Linked DNA regions of Hordeum vulgare: region 2 is linked to region 1. Evidence: chromatin contacts called from public Hi-C data. All regions are on one chromosome and are shown on one strand. Each heading gives the region's core, a stretch centred on a gene start, on an enhancer-like site or on the middle of the called end of the contact. The rest is flanking DNA. Distances are from core to core; before and after follow the strand shown. Region 1 has its middle 4.1 kb from the start of TRNAK-UUU. Region 2 holds the start of LOC123447885 (alcohol dehydrogenase 3-like).

Region 1 (3,703 bases), core at 279-2,778:
ATTGGTTACGACACCCCTTTTTATTGAGACTCGCTCATGAGTTTTTCTGTTCATTATGTTTTCTTTTCACACTTTTTTCTTCTTTCATTTTTCTTTCAATACTTTTCATTTATTTTTCTAGATTCTTCTTCCAACTCACATTTTTCTGATTTTTACATTTTTACATTTCAAATTTCTTTCTAAAAAAATATGGATATACATGAAGGCATAACACACATGTGTGCAAATTTTTCGAACAAAATACGTTGAAATGAGGTCTGTGCAAAAAAGACAATTTTGTGGCTGTTTAACACATGATACACATGATACTATTCATCACGAAAGTCCATGAATTTGTTTTTTTGCATAGATCTCATCTTAAGGTATTTCGTCCTGAATTCTTGCACACATATACATTTCATCCTTGTCTACTTGCATATTTGTTTTGGATTTTTTTGAAACCAATTTTTTTGAAATTTGAATTTTTTTTCAATAAAGAGTGCCATGGAGCCCGAGCTCCAAAACTCCCTGCTCAAACTAGTGTCGATATATACATAGGCAAATAAGATTTAAAAAATGCACACATTATTTCTGGCTGTGTCTGTTTGTTTTGTTTAGAACGACCATGTGTGGCGACGTGGGTGTGCTAACGGGAAACAATGTTGTGAGATACTCCGGCAGTACTCTTGACAAATAGATGCATCAGATGCGGAAAAAAGGGACAAATTTAGGAACACTTTTGTGAAAAATCCAAAAAAATAGATAAAATTCCGGGTTTTTTTCAAATTCCTGAACATTTTTTCAAAATTCCGGAACATTTTGTCATATTCCGTGACATATTTTCAAATTCCGGAACATTTTTGAAAATTCCCAAACATTATTTAAAATCCAGAACATTTTTTCAAATTCCAGAACATTTTTCAAATTTCCGAATATTTTTGTGAAAATATGGAACATTTTTTCAAATTCGGAACATTTTTCAAAATTCCGTAGCATTTTTAAAATTCAAGAACATTATTTTTAAAAATTTTGAAACATTTTTCCAAATTCCAGAACATTTTTCGAAAAGCCAGATTTTTTTAAAAATCAAGAACACCTTTTGAAAATCCAAAACATTTTACAAAATCCAGTACATTTTTTGGAAAATTCAGAAGGATTTTTAAAAATCAAAAACATTTTTCTAATTTGAAGAACATTTTATAAAACAAAAACAGGGAAAAAAACAGAAACGAAAAAAGAAAAAAGAAAAAAACCATGTTCAGGGAACCTTCTAAAAGTTTTTCCAAACTAGAAAAAACCGACTGAAATTTCTAAAAGGTTCCGAAACCAGAACGCTCGAACAGTTATATGGGCCGGTCCGTTGCGTCTTTGTTCGGTCGCTCGTTTGTGCCAAGCGCCGACTGCTTGACGCAGCGAGCGACAAATAGGATATTCCAGCTTTTTTGTCGTTTGATTTATCTTTTTGCCAAGCAACACAACAAGAGCAAACAACAACACATCAGCCCACAACAACACAACAGTGCTCTCCGACCTAGGTTTGGCTGGGCTGGGCCAGACGCGGGTGTTCATTTCTTTTTGAGAATATAAATCTCCTATATCTAAATAGCTCGTCCACACTAACCTATTTCTCTCAACATGCGAGTATGCTACGTCATCTTCAACATGTATAGAGAAAGGCCCACCACAGCATTCATCCATGTATAATAAAGAGCCATCTCAACATGAAACACATGCATGAAAATTTACATACAATTATGATATTTATATTATAGAATAACCAAACATAGGAAATATTTTTTTATGTTACTGCTCTATATCTTCATGTTCCATGCAAACAATTCTAACTGAATATATTACAAAATATTCCAACAGCAACGTGCGGGTTATCATCTAGTTACTGTAGACAACCGACACAAACAAACAAACAGGGACATGGTGTTTTTTTTCTTTGTTTGGCTGAAACTCAGCTAGCTGACCTTTTTGTTTTGCTCATATTCACTTTTGTCAGCGGTCGATTGTTATAGCATCACGGTTCACGTTTTCTTTGAGCGAACGACCATTGCATTGGTGTAGTGGTTGCCTGTTTTACTGATTTTGCTCGTGGCCTATGTAGTTTTTTTTTGACCCATCATGGTGGTCCATTATGTATTTGACAAGAAGACTATAGCAACCCTAAGTTATGTCGGATGGACGGATTTTTTTGAAGCATGTTTTTGTTGTGTGTCAAATGTTCTTATGTCTATTTTTTCTGTGCCTATTGTTCTTTATTGATTTTTTTAATTGGCAAGGTTTTTATTCTTTTAATTTTTAGTTTTGTAGGCTCATCTTTATTTTTACTTTTTGTTCTATGAGTGTTTATTTTTCATATATACAGGTTCATGATAATATACGGGTGTTTTTTTTTGTCTCTAAACAGTGTCTGTGAGGGGCTTAAAAATAATAGTTTTTCCTATGGTGGAGCTTTTTGATGCATGTGTTTTTTTATTGTTTTACGTTTTCCATTTTTTGTAGATTAAAATGATAATTATTTATTTATTTTTATTGTTATCCAGGTGCCACTTCACATTTATTTCGTCTATCCGGCCTCCACGCAATTTCCCCTTTTTTATCTTGGTTTATTTATTTTCAAAGGTGAGCACACTATAATGTTGGCAGGATGAAACTACACTTGTTTATAGGGATAGTCATAATTGCATGTTTCTCAAGGTGGGACACAATTGCATCTTTTTATGATTTAGTCGCAACTGCATGTTTTTTTAAGATGGGATGCAACTGCACTTGTGTATAGAGGGTAGTCGCAAGTGCGTTTGACAAGGCGAGACGCAACCGCACTTGTTTATTGGGGTTGTCGCAATTACACATATTTCAAGGCGAGACTCAATTGCATTTGTCTCTAAGGGTAGTCGCAATTTGCATATTTTTATGATGGGGACGCAATTGCATTTGTCTATAGGGATAGTCACAATTGCATATTTTCCAAGGCAGGACGCAACTGCACTTGTTTATAGGGGATAGTAGTAACTGCATGTTTTTCGAGGTGGGACGCGACTACATTTGTTTATGATGTAATCGCAACTGCATGTTTTCCAAGACGGGATACAACTACACCTGTCTATAAAGGGTAATCGTAAGTGCATGTTTTCCAAGACGAGATGAAGCCGCATTTACTTACGGGATAGTCGCAAGTGCATGTCTTTCAAGGCGGGACGCAACTACGGTTGTTTATGGGATAATTGCAATTGCACGTTTTTTGAGGCGTCTATGGTTCTAACTGCACATTTACCAAGGCTGGAAGCAAATGCCTGTTTTCCACTACAATGGGCACATTTTGCACGTTTCAAAAGTGATCATCGGTTTGTAAGGCGGGGGATGCGGCTATAGTGGACTATAGAGGGGTAGTTTGCAATTGCACGTTGTCTAAGGCAAAATTCATTTGCACTTGTTTGTAGAGGGATAGATGCAGTTTGCATGTTTTACAAGGGGGGGGGGCAATTAAATGGCTGGACACAGCTACACGTTTGTCTAAGGGGGGCAAGGGGTCTTATTGCATATTTTTAAGGCAGGACGTAACTACATATTTTTTTGCTTTTCCTTCAAGGCGGCTTTTTTCCAAAAGAAAGGGGGTGGCACCTAGTGCAAGCAACTGTGTTTTTTTGTTTCTCCTTTTCTAAAAAAATTGTCAATGATGGAGAGTTTTATGATATGTTTTTTCTGCATTTTATTT
Region 2 (3,988 bases), core at 567-3,066, 190 kb after region 1:
CTCTCTCTCTGTCTGGTCTCTGTCATTCTCAGATCTATGTTCTCACCTTTTTTTTTCTTCGTTTAACAAATATGCAAGGTAAAAAAATATTGGACTGCACTATCTAATGGCGCCCCAAATTAGCACTTCAGTGCGGCGGCCGCTAGCCAGTTGTCTCATGTAAAAATGACATGCGCTGGTGGGCCATGTCCATGCATGTGCGAGCTCGCATCACATGCATATGTAGTGGAGCAGTACACATGCAGTGCAACTCCACCCTGACATGCACAACGCGGCTAAAGAAAAATAAAAAAAGCATGATCTATTAGTACTACCAAGCTAAGTATTGCCATCACTTAAAAAGTAAGCTAAGTATTGCTATAATGCGGCTAGTCCCCTCTCTCTTCTATGCATGCATGGAATGAAGTCAACAAAGATTTCCATTAATGTTTGAAATTCAAAAAGTTTTATCTACAAAACCGTTAATTCAATCAATGATCCGCTTTCATCATTGACTTTTTCGTGACGAGTTCTTCGAAATTAGATCCCATGTCGACATGTTCCGTCAATTATTTTTTTCTATTAATACTTGCCATAATTTTTTGACCGACTTGCCATATTATTAACCACTTACTTGCCTGAGAAAATTAACTTGATTGACACTTTTAGTGTTGTTTCGTACAAAGCTTTGTAGCAGTTTTTATTATACACAATATAAAAAGATGTCATATGTTGTGTTTGCCAATATAAATATGCCAACTTATCATGTTTACATACAACTTTACCAGAAAACTATTTTGTGTGCTTGTGAGTTTAACTATGTCGAGCTGTCATATTTAAAAACGATGATTAAAAAAGATTTCTTGTGATCACCGGTTTAAAATATGTTGAGTTGTCATATTTTTGTCCGTAATCGTCTAAAAAAGTTGTTTGTGCTTGTCATTCGGTTTATGTCGAGATGTCATATCTATACGCAATTTCCAAGAAAATGGCGATTAAGTTATGTTTTACAGACAAGTAAGTACTTACTAATATGACAAGTAAGTGCAACAAATGTGGTAAGTACAAAAAAAAAAGTTATCGAAATATATCAAAATGAGATCTAATTTTGAAGATTTCATCGAAACAAAGTCAACGACGAAAACGGATCATCGCTCGAATGAACGGTTTAAGAGATAAAAGTTTTGAATTTCGATCGTTTAGAATTAATCCAATAACATCATGCATGCATACATGCATGACCCGCCGCACCGAATGTTCAGAATGCGCCGCTTCTAGATAGATTTTTCCAAAAATATTTGCTTATTTGATTGGTAAAAACATTGTATGTTGATTTTTACGGTGCAAACATGTAATCACATACTAGAATCTCATAAAAGAACTCAGTAGACAATTCTGTGGGTAGTTGATTCTGTGTGTAGTTTTCTAAAATCAGATTCTGACGAATCATTGGACGAAAAGAACTGGCCCTTACATGCCTGTGTACCGAAGGAATGCAAATAGTCAACAATATTTACATTTGTTATTGTCTTAAGAATACGCTTAATGAGTACCACGAATAGAACAGAAGATTACCTAGTAGGGCACTACGAAAATTTATTTCGAAAGCTTGAAAAGACGTCGAATCAAACCAATCTGCTTTCGCAAGGCAGGCATAAACACCACCCCCTAAACCATCAATCAATCAGCCTGATTACGAAGACTGCAGGCTAAACGACTAGAAATAGTGCCGTCTTAACAGACGGCTGCGATCATCCCGCGGTGCAATCTCATCCGCCCACAGCAAACCGGAAAACCACCCGGGCAAAAAGTCCGAAACCGACAGCAGCGGCGGAGCCACGGCCACCCCTGTTTCTGTTTCAGCAACTTTCTCCAAGAAAAAACAACCCTTCTTCTTTCCCCACTTGCACTCCAAGCTCCACCCTTAATTACTCGCCAATTCCTCCAGCGCCACGAGTATATATACAGGCCTCAGCCTCACCTTCGTTCCTCACCAAAATCCACATCCAACGAGCTGCAAAGCAGAAGCAGCAACAAAGGTCAAAAGAGCGATCTTTCTCTTTGAGTTCCCGCAGCGATCGAGTGTAAGTTAATGGCGACCGCCGGGAAGGTGATCAAGTGCAAAGGTTCGTCCACGAAAATTTGCTTGGTCAGCGAAGAAACTCTGGCAGTGCTGATTGGTTTGGTTCTTGGGTGACTGCAGCGGCGGTGGCATGGGAGGCCGGGAAGCCGCTCTCGATCGAGGAGGTGGAGGTGGCGCCGCCGCAGGCCATGGAGGTGCGAGTCAAGATCCTCTACACCGCCCTCTGCCACACTGACGTCTACTTCTGGGAAGCCAAGGTATGTCCGCGCGCGCATCAGGCATTCAGACCGTAGTTTTCAGGTTTTCAGGTTTCTCAAGTGTGTAACATGGGCCAGTGGCTAACTTGGCGTGGCTCTGCTTCTGTAGGGGCAAACTCCGGTTTTCCCAAGGATCTTAGGCCATGAGGCTGGAGGGTACGCATCTTCTCTGTCTCTATCTTATTCTGTTACCATTTTGCTGTTAATTTGGTGGGATCTTGAATCTTATATTATACCCCTTCCGATCCATATTACTCATACTAAATTGTACTAAAGCAGCGACACATAATATGGATCGAAGGGAATAGTTTATTCACGTTAGCTTTCTAGTAATTCTTATTTTTTAAACAAGATTAGCTTTCTCATTATGCCATCCTGGATCTTTATTTGTTAGTGGTAGCTAACTATATACAGCAAGTATCAGTATTTTATCGCCATGTTATAAAAACAACATCTTAATAATCATGGGACAGCTTTGTTACACAAACTCCCTCAAAGTGCTTTGCTTTGTAGAATATATATTTTTATTTTTATTTTCTACATATTTTATAGTTTATTTAGAGTGACTAATTTCCTTCGCTGCTGTCAGTTCACTCTTTAGTTGGCATTTTAATAATTAATACTGTCTTAGTCTTAACAATTAAAGTATTATTTTTTTCCAAAATTTACTTTTTCCTTACAGTATTGTTGAGAGCGTCGGAGAGGGCGTGACCGAGCTCGTGCCAGGTGACCATGTCCTGCCGGTGTTCACTGGCGAGTGCAAGGATTGTGCTCACTGCAAGTCAGAGGAGAGCAACCTCTGTGACCTCCTCAGGATCAATGTCGACCGGGGCGTGATGATCGGCGATGGGCAGTCCCGCTTCACCACCGGTGGGAAACCGATATTCCACTTCGTCGGAACCTCTACCTTCAGCGAGTACACCGTGATCCATGTTGGGTGCCTAGCGAAGATTAACCCCGAGGCGCCCCTTGACAAAGTTTGTGTTCTCAGCTGCGGTATCTCAACTGGTAAGGCATTGCTCTGATTGGTACTCTCTCTGTATTTTAGTCATCTAAACGCTTTTATATTAGTTTACAAAGAAAGTATTTCCCGATGAAGCGCCATATGCATATTGCCTCATTGATAAGTTACTGAAAAGTCATTTTTTTTCTTCAGGTCTTGGTGCGACTCTCAATGTCGCAAAACCGAAAAAGGGTTCGACGGTGGCAATTTTTGGTCTTGGAGCTGTAGGCCTTGCTGTAAGTGACGAAGGATATTTATCTTCCACAATGTACTAGTACTACAGGTTGATTAGAATTATTCCCTACCACCATGACTGATTGATGTATGTGTTCACTCGATCAGGCCATGGAAGGGGCCAAGATGGCTGGGGCATCAAGGATCATTGGTGTGGACTTGAACCCTGCAAAGTACGAACAAGGTACAGTCTGCTTCTATCTACAGAAAGAAAAACAAATCCATTTGGTGAATGTTGGTTTGTGGACAACACACTGAACTTTAGCAACATGTCAATTTTCAGCTAAGAAGTTTGGCTGCACAGACTTTGTAAACCCAAAGGACCACACCAAGCCAGTGCAAGAGGTCCATCAAGTTCTCTGCCTGAGCATACATCAGTCCCTTAATTTGTCCATGGGATGGAAAATCATTCGTCGAATGCTGACAATTGAA

What was found. Hi-C and Micro-C count contacts between places; a contact is called where the count stands out from the background.
Region 2: a contact with region 1 is called in a Hi-C map of seedling, with 3 times the contacts expected there. The contact joins the promoter of LOC123447885 here to the enhancer-like site in region 1. A contact is called at or near these places in 3 of 6 Hi-C or Micro-C datasets (leaf and seedling).

What each region holds. Positions count from the first base shown.
Region 1 is chr4H:62,771,278-62,774,980 of MorexV3_pseudomolecules_assembly, forward strand. No RefSeq gene overlaps it. Among protein-coding and RNA genes, the nearest start is that of TRNAK-UUU, 4.1 kb to the right of the region's middle. Within about 2 kb of position 1,529, at least 3 of the 3 cell types and tissues checked have open chromatin away from gene starts, as enhancers often do. A contact at or near this core is called in leaf and seedling, where this site is marked.
Region 2 is chr4H:62,959,612-62,963,599 of MorexV3_pseudomolecules_assembly, forward strand. It overlaps LOC123447885 (alcohol dehydrogenase 3-like), which reads left to right and starts at 1,817. Exons shown (of 9, transcript XM_045124600.1): 1 at 1,817-2,105; 2 at 2,183-2,319; 3 at 2,429-2,475; 4 at 3,002-3,327; 5 at 3,476-3,558; 6 at 3,665-3,740; 7 at 3,840-3,901. The coding sequence starts at 2,072.